Linked DNA regions of Mus musculus: regions 1, 3 and 4 are each linked to region 2. A link is a contact called in public ChIA-PET, Hi-C and HiChIP or PLAC-seq data. All regions are on one chromosome and are shown on one strand. Each heading gives the region's core, a stretch centred on a gene start, on an enhancer-like site or on the middle of the called end of the contact. The rest is flanking DNA. Distances are from core to core; before and after follow the strand shown. Region 1 holds the start of Washc4 (WASH complex subunit 4). Region 2 overlaps Chst11 (carbohydrate sulfotransferase 11). Region 3 overlaps Txnrd1 (thioredoxin reductase 1). Region 4 has its middle 11 kb from the start of Gm33781.

The links. A called contact is a pair of places that touch in the nucleus more often than the background predicts. ChIA-PET counts read pairs in DNA pulled down with a chosen protein or histone mark. HiChIP or PLAC-seq counts read pairs in DNA pulled down with a chosen protein or histone mark.
Region 1: an H3K4me3 HiChIP or PLAC-seq map of bone marrow-derived macrophages shows a contact between it and region 2, with 4 times the contacts expected there. The contact joins the promoter of Washc4 here to the enhancer-like site in region 2. A contact is called at or near these places in 11 of 39 promoter capture datasets (the 3T3-L1 cell line, 3T3-L1-derived adipocytes, the C10 cell line and 5 more), 3 of 115 datasets of contacts at active chromatin or transcription factors (bone marrow-derived macrophages, embryonic stem cells and memory CD8 T cells) and 3 of 9 other capture datasets (embryonic stem cells, liver and macrophages).
Region 3: a contact with region 2 is called in an RNA polymerase II ChIA-PET map of memory CD8 T cells, with 66 read pairs. The contact joins two enhancer-like sites. A contact is called at or near these places in 4 of 115 datasets of contacts at active chromatin or transcription factors (cardiomyocytes, embryonic stem cells, fetal liver and 1 more) and 1 of 9 other capture datasets (liver).
Region 4: a Hi-C map of bone marrow-derived macrophages shows a contact between it and region 2, with 3 times the contacts expected there. The contact joins two enhancer-like sites. A contact is called at or near these places in 2 of 39 promoter capture datasets (the C10 cell line and liver), 5 of 15 datasets of contacts at CTCF or cohesin (the NIH/3T3 cell line, embryonic stem cells, large pre-B cells and 1 more), 122 of 484 Hi-C or Micro-C datasets (the 63-12 cell line, the AtT-20 cell line, B cells and 73 more) and 13 of 115 datasets of contacts at active chromatin or transcription factors (the HPC-7 cell line, PVALB interneurons, astrocytes and 9 more).

The regions. Positions count from the first base shown.
Region 1 is chr10:83,542,480-83,545,428 of GRCm38.p6, forward strand. It overlaps Washc4 (WASH complex subunit 4), which reads left to right and starts at 1,462. Exons shown (of 33, transcript NM_001033375.2): 1 at 1,462-1,623. The coding sequence starts at 1,563.
Region 2 is chr10:83,182,690-83,185,746 of GRCm38.p6, forward strand. All of the region lies in intron 2 of Chst11 (carbohydrate sulfotransferase 11), which reads left to right. Among named protein-coding and RNA genes, the nearest start is that of Slc41a2, 150 kb to the right of the region's middle. Within about 2 kb of position 1,737, at least 150 of the 459 cell types and tissues checked have an H3K27ac peak or open chromatin away from gene starts, as enhancers often do. A contact at or near this core is called in 3T3-L1-derived adipocytes, the 63-12 cell line, the Ba/F3 cell line and 3 more, where this site is marked.
Region 3 is chr10:82,886,137-82,889,105 of GRCm38.p6, forward strand. It overlaps Txnrd1 (thioredoxin reductase 1), which reads left to right. Exons shown (of 15, transcript NM_001042513.1): 13 at 1,037-1,132. Among named protein-coding and RNA genes, the nearest start is that of Eid3, 21 kb to the left of the region's middle. Within about 2 kb of position 1,380, at least 30 of the 459 cell types and tissues checked have an H3K27ac peak or open chromatin away from gene starts, as enhancers often do. A contact at or near this core is called in memory CD8 T cells, where this site is marked.
Region 4 is chr10:82,922,264-82,925,292 of GRCm38.p6, forward strand. No RefSeq gene overlaps it. Among named protein-coding and RNA genes, the nearest start is that of Gm33781, 11 kb to the right of the region's middle. Within about 2 kb of position 1,423, at least 24 of the 459 cell types and tissues checked have an H3K27ac peak or open chromatin away from gene starts, as enhancers often do. A contact at or near this core is called in the 63-12 cell line, the Ba/F3 cell line, the HPC-7 cell line and 1 more, where this site is marked.

The DNA.
Region 1 (2,949 bases), core at 212-2,711, 360 kb after region 2:
ATCAGTTCAGCGTGCTCTTTTTCTCTCGTGGGCTAGATTTAGTCTTGTGATAATGTGGGCCCGAAGCTGCCAACAGCTACCATATGGAACCTAAAGAAGGCTGCCAGAACTGCATGCTACAGAAACTGAAAATTCCAATAGGCCACCCTGAAGCCAGAGACACACTAAGTCCACATGTGTTTGTCAGCTGTCACTGTAACAAACACTTTTGTTAGAAAAAAAAAGCATTTTCTAATTTCTTTGCAATGCCAGGCATGGTGACACATGCCTGTATTCCCAGCACTTAGGAAAGCACTTTACAAAGTAAAGATGTTCATTTGTGGCTCAGATCTGTAGAGGTTTCCCTCCATAGCCTTGTCACAGGCCCAGGAGCAGCAGGGACTCTCAGCTACGATAATGAGATCTTGTCTCAAAATAAAACCAAGCCCAAACCTTAGCATCTCAGAACATGCTCTTCAAGAGAACATTCTATATTGATTTGTGGTACTTTATATAATGCAAATAACTTTAAAACTCTGCTTGAAAAAGACTCAGCTAATAGACACAAGAAAAATTTAAGAGCCACTTTGTATTAATGAGCACCTACCCGTTTTCAAGTAATCCAGTCTTCTTTAATGAGATTTGAATTCTTCCTATGCATTTGCAAACACATGAGCATAAATAAACGTTTACGTCGATTGTAGATGTTACAGCAAATATGCATTGTTCTAAAATCGACTCCTCTCCTTTTTTTTTTTTTCTTTTTTTTCTTTAATGCCATTTGAGACCTATTTCATTTTGTAGCTTTCTAGGAGTTCAGAGTATGGATGTCTTAAATTTTACATTATGATTTTTTTTTTGATGCTATTTAGACTGCTTCGTAGAAGTACATACTAAAAACTGCCCTGATAGAAAGCGTTTTGTGTAAACGTTAGGATAGATGTAGAACTCAGGGTAACACAGTTCCCACCCCACCTTCTTAAAAGCAAGGAAAGAAAGAATAGTGATCTATGTAAAGCAAACCCAGTAGTGAGATTGCTTGGTGGCGTTCTTAAAGTCATTACTTTTTTACACACACAGGTCTTTTCTCAACAAATAATCTGCACAGGAAGTGCAAGGGGATCAAGGAATCGCGAGGGTAAAGACAGAAAGGGAGCTGGTGAGACAGGCATCTTGGTCCAAGGGCTCGGGCAGTGTCCAGGTGAAGGACCGGGTCTTGCGTTGGGCCCCACCCGGTTATTTCCATTCTTTCCAGGTTAGACTGAGGGAGTAATCCCCTAGGATATAAAAAAAAAAGAGCCTCGAGGAACGGAATGTGCCCTGAGAACAGTCGTGAACGGCAGCGAGACCAGGAAAGGATGCAGGATGCCAACGGCAGCCATCACTATGGCGGCCGCGCCGGGAGCAGGCGGTCGACTCGCTTTCCCAGCGGCTCCCGCGGTCCGCAGGGCCGAGAGTCCACTGGCTCTGGCGTGCGGGGGCGGGGCCGAAGCCGGAAGTCACGTGCCGTGACAGCGGCTGGGGTGAGGCCCGCGTCGCGGCTGTGGCTGCTCGGGGCTGTGTCTGTGGGAGGTTCCGCGGCGATGGCCGTGGACACTCTGTCGCCCGACTGGGACTTCGACCGCGTGGACGACGGCTCTCAGAGTAAGCCCCGGCATCGGGCGAGGCGGGCCGGGCGGCGCTGCGGACGGAGGGCGGCGCGGTGCGGCGCCGCGCTGCGCAGCCGCCCTCTCGGGACCCTCCCGCTGGGTGGGACTGGGGCGCTCTGCGTGACCGTGTGGTCGCGTCTGGCCGTGCACTCGCACCCTGCGTCCCTCCCGGAATCGGTGACGGGCCAGCGGTGCCATCGCTGGGGAGCCCCGCGCGAGGCCATCCTCCCGGGTTGTCCATCCCGTCCCAGGGTTTGCCCCAGATGCTCAGCCTTCAGTTCTAGAAGAGTCTGGGTTCCCGTTTCGGTTTCCTGTTTTTCTTTGCTTCTCAAGCCAACTTTTGAAGTTTGGATTCACGTTCTTAGAACCACAGAGACAGCTAAAAACAGCTCTTTCTGGCCTTAAAAAAAAAATCAACCAACATAGGAATATCTTATTCCTTCTCGGCCCTTTATTGATTTTTAAATAGCTGAAAAGGTTTTTAAATCTATTTTAACTTTTTAAAAAATCAGATCTGCTTCGCAGTTGCCTCATGACGTCAAGTCCAAGTTTATGTTTAAAATCACTTCCAACCCCAAAAGCCTCATAGTTTGTTTCAGCATAAATGGACAACCCAAACTAATTAGAGACACTCTGGAGGTTGATTTGTTTGTTTGTTTGTTTGTTTGTTTTTTCTGTGTGATAGAAGATATATTGGGGCGAGTTGCCCAAGAAATTTTTAAATGCATACCTTTCCCAAAAGTAGGAATGCCTTTAAAAATAAAGTACAGCTGCATTATGAATTATTTTACAGAGATACTAGACCATGTACAGATTCCTATGTAACTGTGTTTTGCCTTTACATCTAGTTGAACTATGTTCAGGGTGCTGGGCAGATCTTAAGATATTGGTCTTAGTCAGCATAAAGAAAAATCTAGATGGAAGGATAGTAACCACCCCTTCTCCTCCCCCCCCCCCCCCCCATTGTGCGCTGAGGTCCCTACTTTAGTTTAATCTAACCAAAGTTGGAATGAAGGTATACTGGGTTTCAGCTTTAAGTGGAATGAATGATCAGTTATTTAGACATAATCAGTTTTTTAGATGCTCAGGACTGGGGAAAGGAGTGGAAACAGGACGTGGGTGAGGACACAATATAAAAACCATGTATGTATGAAAATGCCATGGTGAAACTCATAATGTTGTTTACTAACTTTAAAAAGTAGTAGGAAAACTACAAGAAATGCAGTTTGTTGGGAGGGGGAGTATGTTATGCACAGAGGGCCACTGGTTCTTAGTCTCTTCTTGTACTTTAAGAACTTTTATGAGTTCATAGCTACTTGTT
Region 2 (3,057 bases), core at 487-2,986:
TGTGGCTGTTGTGCACCGCTGTGTATCCTCAGCTGTGACCTAAAAATCAATGCAGTCGCTTACATTCCTCAGCTAGTGAATTCAGCGATACTGGTCTCAGTGGCGCCTCCCTGTGGCCTTCCCGTTACACTGCCGTGTGGATGACAAATGGCCATCTCTCTTGAAAAAGACTTAGCAGGAGAGAGGCACTAATGTGTTGGCACAATGCTAACCCTCCTTCTCTGAGTCCTGCAAGGATTCAGCACCAAGTGCTTGAGACACACAAGACATTTAGACCTGGGCCAGCAGCCCTGCAGGCAGGGAAGGCACAGGCTGTATTCATTCACAATGTTGTAACTGTTGAAGGCTGGGCAGCTAGAGACAGTGAGGCCTGATGCTGGGGGTGGCTTCTTGGACTTTTGGGTTTGTGGGTGACTTGTGGAAGGGGTAGAAGGTGCCTAGCAGGTGGGAAAGGGAGGAATACTTTGCGGTGGTATCTGCTGGGCTGGCCCAATTCTAGCCTCTTCCCCACCAGGAATGGTACGTGGGTAACTTGTATTAATGAGGGAGATGGGGTGTTGATAGACCAGGAGGCATCAGAGATAGATCAACCAGTACAGTGCTTGCTGCACAGGCCTGAGGTCCTGGCTTCCATCCCTAGAACGGATAGGGGGGAGCAAAAAACAAACAAACAAACAAACACTGAGCATTGTGATGTGTGTCTGTTATCCCAGCGTAGGTTTCAGGCCAATAAGAAACACTGTTGTAGTAGTTGTTGTTATTGTTGTTGAAGGAGAGTGATGGACAGCGTCTAAGGAATGATACCTAATACCCAAGATCGACCTCCACAAGTACACACACACACACACACACACACACACACACACACACACACCACACACACACACACACACAATAGCCTACAGTTCTAGCATCCTGAAATCCACCGCCTGCTTTACAGTGTGTTGACTGTACTGATAGCTCATCGCGATGTTGCCCCTTTCTTCAACTGTCCAGCCAGGATGTTATTCCAGCTAATGTCTATCAGTCATTTTCTGTCAGTGAGATACCAGATGTGCATGAGTCAGGCCTCGTGAGCAGATGCCAGATGTGTCTGGCATTCCTGCAGAGCCCACTCCCGGAGAAGAATACCCAACCAGCAGTTCCTCGGGTGTAACAGAGACACCAGAGCTGATCTGATGGAAATACCCCAGGACCGTGGCTAGGAGCAGGTGCCTGGACCACCCACACTGACCGTACAGTCAGATGGCTAAGGTGGAGTCAAGGAGTTACAGTCACCAGACAACACAGGGAGTCAGCATTCAGGTTCAGTCAAGGCTTTGCTGCCTGGTTCTACTGCCAGCCCCTTTCCAGACAATCCTCCACAATGACGTTAAACAGGAAGTGAATTTCTACTTCCGTGGTGTTCACAAGACACAGGCATGGTGCCATATGTTTTTTTTCTGAGCCCTCAATCATCAAAGCAACCCCCAGAATGCACAACTATTGTCCCCATGGTACAGAATGGGGAACCAAGGCCTGAGGGCTCAAGATGCTCAGTCAAATGTTCAGTAAGGCGTGCTGAGTCTCTGGAGAGAGGCAGGAAGGAAACCACAAAGCCAAATTGTCCAGTCAGAAGCCAAGAGAACCTGCAGGGCCAAGCCATATTCTCCCACACACACACCTACCTGCCTCCCTAAAATACCACAGACAGCCCAGCCCTGGGGGGGAGTTGCCAGCCTCGAGGCTGAGAGAAGGGGCCCAGCTTCCTTCCTCCTGTCAGAAGTGACTTCCGATATCCCCAGAGTGTGTCAGTCAACAGGCACAGAGCCTGCCTGCCCCTCTGATTTCAGACTTCTGAAGGACCAGCCTCCTTGGTGTCGGAACCCTGTCCCTTCCTCACCCTTGTCCCTGTTCTGGGCCACCATTCATAGGAAGCCAGGCCAGCTTGGCAATGGTCCCATTCCTAAGCCTGAAGCCTTCTGCACCAGGCCCAAACCTCCCGGAGCCCAGAGACTGTGGGATGTAAATAAGGCCCCTCCAGCTACATCTGGCTTCCTGGAAAGGCGCCCCAACTCACGGAGCCCTGTGCAGAGCTCTTCCAACCTCTTCTGGTATCTTTGCCCTCCAGCATGGCATGACTCCTCCTCCTGTTTCCTGGGCTGACTCAGGTAGAAAGCTCCAGAGGAGTCCTCCCATGATCAAAGCTGTTTCATCAGAGCCGACTTCTCCTAAGACGAACAGCCTATCTGCTAATGCGTTGGTGCAGCTTCAGACTCTGGCTCCAAACCTCAGTAGGAGGATGGGCTGGGGCAGCAGATGTAGGCACCAGAGGAGCACACAGCAGCCTCTCCAGTCACCCAGAACCTGCACAATCCCTATACACCCCACATTATTGACATATACCTGCATCTATTCATACATGCATATGTGCATATATTACATTCACTCCTGAGTGTAAGCATACATTCATACATGCATGTGCGCACTGACTCGTATGCATTCATGCATTCTCACTTTAATTCAGACAAACCTTCGAGTGTCTCCTATGGGCCAAGAATTAGTAATGTATTAGAGGGAAAAAAAAGTGGAAGACACCTGCACCCTGGAATTAGCATGCTAGGAGGGAGAGAGGCCAGAGCGAGTCAGTGGTGTGTGACACGCATACAAGATGGTGGCTGTTGCAAGAGAGCAGCCAGGCAAGGGCTTGAGCCTCAAAACTTGCTCTTAATAAACTGACTGAGTACTTTTCGCAGGATGCTCACAGCCTGGCTGGTTCTTTTTCCCCAGGGGTCTTTAAGCTGTGCACCTAGGATGGGTGAACCAGAGGCTCCAAGAAGGTGTGTTACAGCCCTCAGATGCCAGGGAGAACACCAGCTGGTTACTCACAGACAACACCAGCCCCAGCAGGTTTAGTGAGACTCGACAAGGCTCACACCCAGGTTCCAGTGTGGTCCAGCCCTAGTATACATAGGACTCTAGGCCCTCTGAAGCTGTGGTTCCTACCCGGGCAGTACTAGGACCCTGGGACCACCGGCAACAGCCGGAGAAGGTATAGCAGACCTCTGGGATAGAAAT
Region 3 (2,969 bases), core at 130-2,629, 300 kb before region 2:
ACTTTCCTTACAAAAGTGAGACATTTTGAAAAACCCAATTAAAGAAGCAGGAATCAACTACTCACAGATGCTGTCTGTAGTGTAGCCATTTGGAAGGCTTTCCTTGGTCTTTCCCTAAGTAATTTTACATGCGTTAGACTTTTGTATCAGAGCACTGATGTGGGTCCCCAGAGGAGGAAATAGTCTTGCTTGTCATGCCCAAGACACATCAAACAGAGCCCCTGTCTTCTGGCTCCCCTGCACCTCTCTCCCTCCTCCTGTGCTGTCTGGTAAGGTTCCTGGAGGAACTTTCTGGAAGCAGGAAGAAGCACCAGCTAGCTGGTTGTTAGAGCTGCCCCTGCTATGTACAGCTCTCATTCCTCTGAGCCAGTGACTCTCAGCCTTCCTAAAGCTATGACCCTTCAGTTCAGTTCGTCATGTTGTCGTGACTCCCCCACCCCCATAAAATTATTTCAGTTTTACTTCATAACTGTAATTTTGCTACTGTTAGAAATCATAATGTAACTGTCTGATATAGAGGACATCTAAGAGTCAGCCCCCAAAGGCAACCCACAGGGTGAGAAACACTGACCTACACTAACCAGGAGGTCACTTTGTATTTTTTGTTTCTTTTCTTTTTCTTGTTCTGAAACATTAATATGTCTATTCTGTCGCTCTGGCTATCTTAGAACTCCCTGTGTAGACCAGGCTGGCCTCAAACTCAGATCCACCTGCTTCCGCTTTAATCCCAAGTGCTGGAGTTAAAGGCGTGCACCACCACCGCCCGCTTGTTGTCTTATGTAAGACAGTAATTTTGTGGCTTCTTTCTTGATTTTCTTGGTCATTTTGTTATATTACTTAAGGTTTACTAATCATGTTGAACTAAGATTAGTCAAAGGGGTCTTGACAACAAAGTTCCAAGTTATTTGTCTTTTGATGAAGTCAGTTTATTCTGTGAACTTTATCAGCAGCGCTAATTATTGAAGTACCTCCACACCTACTGCTGGGCAACATCCCACATAAGGAAACAAGTCTGACCTGTGCTTGTGTCTTCCAGGTTTACCATAGTTTCTTTTGGCCATTGGAATGGACAGTCCCATCCCGGGATAACAACAAATGTTATGCAAAAATAATCTGCAACCTTAAAGACGATGTAAGTGCGGCGACGGGTCTTTGTGGAGATGTGTAGCTTTTGACCATGAATGTTAGGATTCCAGCCATTGGTGTCCACAGCACCAGGGGCAGCATCTTAGGCAAGGGTCTGGGCTCTCCTGCCTGCTGCCTTGCCTGTTCATCTTTCCTGGTCCGGGGCCCCGCTGCAGGCAGGCAGAACACACGTAGGTAAAGGAAGTCAGGGGACACTTGAAGCTTCTCTGTGTTGATGAGTGGAGAGTCATGAAGTCCTCAGCTACCTTTTAAAAAACCACAAGCAAACCCAACCCCGGATGCTCTGCTTTGATCCTCTGCGCTGGTGGGAAGAGCTCAGACTTGGCTGGGCTCCAGATTGAGATGTACCCACTGCTACACTAGTGACCAAGCCCGAGGGCAAACTCCTGCCTCCCAGGTATTCCAGACCCATAGTGAGAGAGATGGACTACCTTAGCAGTTTTCAAACTTACTTGACTGTTGCCACACAGTAAGAAATACATTTTATATTATATTCCAGAACACGTGTCCATACACACATACTCTTTCTTCTTTCTTTCTTTCTTTCGCTCTCTCTCTCTCTCTCTCTCTCTCTCTCTCTCTCTCTCTTTCTTTCTTCCTTCCTTCCCTCCCTCCCTCCCTCCCTCCCTCCTTCCCTCCCTCCCTCCCTCCCTCCTTCTCTCTCTCTCTTTCTTTCTTTCAAGATTTATTTATTTATTTATTTATTTATTTATTTATTTATTTATTTATTTAATGTATATGAGTGCACTGTAGCTGTACAGATGGTTGTGAGCCTTCACGTGGCTGTTGGGAATTGAATTTAGGACCTCTGTTCGCTCTGGTCTGCCCGCTTGCTCAGTCCCTGCTTGCTCCAGCCCAAAGATGCACCAGAAGAGGGCGTCAGATTTCATTTGGGTGGTTGTGAGCCACCATGTGGTTGCTAGGATTTGAACTCAGGACCTTTGGAAGCAGTCAGTACTCTTAACCTCTGAGCCATCTCTCCAGCCCCATATTCTCATTCAATATTGTACCAGAAACTGAATTTTTTCAATGTATTCAGCATATTGACCTTAAAAATCCCTTCAGGGAAAATATGAATAAAGCCAAAGCCTTACATCAAACACACAAAGAACTTGGTTAGATTATTAAAACAATCTCAGGGTTTGTCTGTAATGACATACTTTGTTTAAAAATTGTTTTAGATGAGAAAGATTTTTTTTAGAACCCAGAAGGTTTCAGGACACTGCCTTAGGTGTAAAGTTATCACTGAGGCAGATGTTCGGTGAATGAATCGATCAGGGTAACCCCTCGTGAACTGTGCACTGACATAAGGATCAATGGCGTATCACTCTCTCTATCTCTTTGGACATAGCTTTATTAAAGCATGATGTAGCCAAGTATCATCTGACTTCACAGTGACCGAGTGTCCTTGGTTTTAAACAGAGCTCAGTGGTCTACGTGTAAATCACACTCACACACATGGAAGTACTTCCTGCTCCCTGCTCGGGTCAGTGAACACCAGCCTGTAAGAGATCAGCAGTGCAGATACGGTTCACAGCAGCTCTGGTCTGGAACACTTGCTCCCGCACTGTTGAGAATCTCGTTTAATCTGTGCTGAGGGGGCGCCTCTGTGACCACTGATAATTGCTATCTGCTTGTTCTGCCCATTCTGTGACTGAGGAAACTGAGTCCAGTCTAGTAGAGCTATTAGATCCCGGCCCGTGTCACAGCCATGCCAGTGACAGTCACTTCCTGCCTCTATTGTCTTTCTACTGTCTTATGTTTTTATTCTTTTTTACCTTTTCGGAAGTTGGTGTCTCTCTCAACTGTCCATGGTTTCTACT
Region 4 (3,029 bases), core at 173-2,672, 260 kb before region 2:
AGTCTTGACCTCTTCCTCTTCTTCCTCCTCCTCCTCCTCCTCCTTTGTTTTCTTCAAGACAGGGTTTCTCTATATAGCCCTGGCTGTCCTGGAACTCACTCTGTAGACCAGGCTGGCCCTGAACTCAGAGACTGCCTGCCTCTGCCTCCAGAGTGCTGGGATTAAAGGCATGTGCCACCACCACCCAGTGGGTCATTTTCTTGGTTGCTAATTGGTGTAGGATGGCTCGGCCATTGTGGAGGGTCCCAGCTGGCTTGAGCCACATAAGAAAACAAGCTGAATGTGACCCTGGGCTGGTTCAGCATCCCTGTGGTTTTTGTGTTAAGTTCCTGCCTTGTACTCCTACCTGGCCTGCCCTTTTGATGTAAACTGTAAGATGAAGCAAGGCCTTTCCTCCTGAAGCTTCTTCTTTTTTTTTTTTTTTTTCATGTTGTTTAACATGGCAACAAAAAAATCAAAGTAGAATGTTTGCTGCTGTAAAGGTGGTGGGACCTGGGAGTACAGAGTGGAGCCAGTGAATGAGGCAGACTAAAGTCACATGCAATAGCCGACCGTATCCAGTCAGTTTATACTGTGCGTGTTAAGAGGAGTCATGTGAACAAAGTTCACAATCACAGGGGCAAGCCACTCAGGGTGGGCAAGCTACACACAAGCTACATGTGGCAAAACCATGTTTTTCCATAGAGGCACATAAACAAATCACATTAGCCAGCTGTAACGAGTAATCGGAAATAGACTCACTCTTATCTGCTACACGTGGGAGGGGCACACAGGCACATTCCAAGAACAGTTTTGTGTTTTTGAAGAAACTAAGGTCATAAGACTCAGGACTTGGTCTCTTGGAGTGTTCTCACAAGCGCCCAGAAACCTCCTCACACAACTCCATTCCTGGATCGTGTTCTGACATCTCCCCATGTTTAATTAATTAGATGCACAGAGTGGTTTTGATTTGAGGTGTTGTAGATACATCTGGTTGTCGTTTGATGCAGTAGTATCCTATGTGCAAGCAAATTATAACTAGAATGGCTAAGAGCAGAACAGTGAAGGAGTTGTGTGTAACACTCTGACACCAAGAACAGGGACCTGAACTATGTCACTACCATCAGTCACACTGTCATATGGATCAGAAAAATCTAGAGAATAGCTTTGAAAAGAGGCCCATATGGTTAGTAGTTCTGGTCTCTGTAGAATGTAAGCCCATATTTGGTGTAAATGAGTCCATCCCAAAGCTTTACTCTCTTGTGCTGTAGGAGACAACTTAGTGGGGGAAATGAGTAAGTTTAAAGGAAGTGAAGGATCCACATGGTCAATGAATGGTTCTTTCAGTCTGGATTCAAATAGCAGCTGCCCAGCCTTCTACTCCATGATGATGGCACACTGTTTGAAACTGTGAAGTGAAGTGTCTTCCCTCCCACCAGTTGCTTCCGTTGAGCATTAAGTCACAAGGACGAGAAAAGAGGCAAATACAGGAACTGACCTCATTCCTGAGATAGTCATGGTCCAGTTTCCTCCCAAAGCTGTAACCTAGTGTCTCTCACCATCAGAGTGGGAGTTAGGATTTCAACAGACAAAGTTTTGAAATAACAACGGTATAAAACCCCAGAAACCCACCTCCAGCTCCTAGAATGTAGAGATTACTTAAGACAAAGACTGGCTTACTGAATAAAAATAGGCTAAATAAAAATGTCAAGTAGCCAGACAGGTTGCTGTGCACCTATTACTCCCGCAGAAGTGGCAGGACGGTGAGTTTGAAGCCAGCCTGGGCTACCTATTGAGACCCTGTCTCTAAAGACAATTGGCAGCCACAACAAGCCAGCTCCTAGTAGAATAGGTATTAGGTAGAAATGGTGGCACATGGGCTTCTTGACATGACATCATGTATGTGCAGTGCCATCTCCAGGCTAGCTCCTTACCATGCAGGATGCAAACTTGCATTACTAGTCCTCTATGATCAGGACTCTTGGTCATAGTCCTTGTCTAGGTCTTGAGCGGTGGCTTAGAGCCTGGTACCCAGTTGTTCCTATTGGTACAAGCAGTGTGTGTGTGTGTATGTGTGTGTGTGTGGTGTGTTACATCTACAGGTCTGTGCACCACATGTGTGCACTGTGCACAGAAGTCAGAAGAGAGTGCCATATCCCTTTGAAGCTTGAGTTACACATTGTTGTGAACCGCCATGTAGGTGCTGGGAATTGAATTCATTCCTCTAAAAAGACAACCTGTAACTTTAACCACTAAGCCATCTCTCCAGCCCCTGCAGAGAGCTTTAAACTTCAAGATAGTGAAATATTAATGTTTTTCTGTTCTAGAAACACAGACTTTAATATACTAGGCCTTGAGTCCCATGCTGTCTATATACGGTATATGCCCCAAATCAGCCTACTACCTGGTATGTGGTACCTATTCAAGAACTGTTGGAAGTGTGTGTGTACGAGGGGCAGGGGAACCTCACTGTGTAGCCCCAATTGACCTAGAACTTGCTTTGTATACTAGGTTGGGTTTGCACTCTTAGGGATCTGCCTGCCCCCTGAGTGCTGGGAATAAAGATACGTACCACTGTGCCTGTAATATTTTTATTTTAATCTTTTGCACAGACTCCTTCCCTGTCCAAACCAGCTCATGACTTGAGAGCAGTACTTGGCCAAGGATGGGCAGAGTTGAAAGCACAGTGGCTTTGGAAGGTCACAAGAATAGGCACTGGGATGTCTGAGTCACAAAGGTGGACAGCTTGTTGTGCAAGGCTGCCTGAGCTGTGTAAGACACTGTCCCTGCCAGTGTCCCCAAATGCCACCATCTCTAGTTATCGTGAGCATCAAAGATGTTCCTATGGCCCTCCACACACCACTGTGCACACCAGTGTGAACCCATCATCTGACATAGGAATAACTATGTCCCTGAGAGGAAGGGAGCCTGGCCAGAATACCAGAGCTGGGTTGGACACAGATCTCTATTGTTACTCAATAATCTTACCCCAACCCCAACAGTTGATATGAGTTGAGCATCTGGAACCCCAAGGCCAAAGCTGCTTAAAT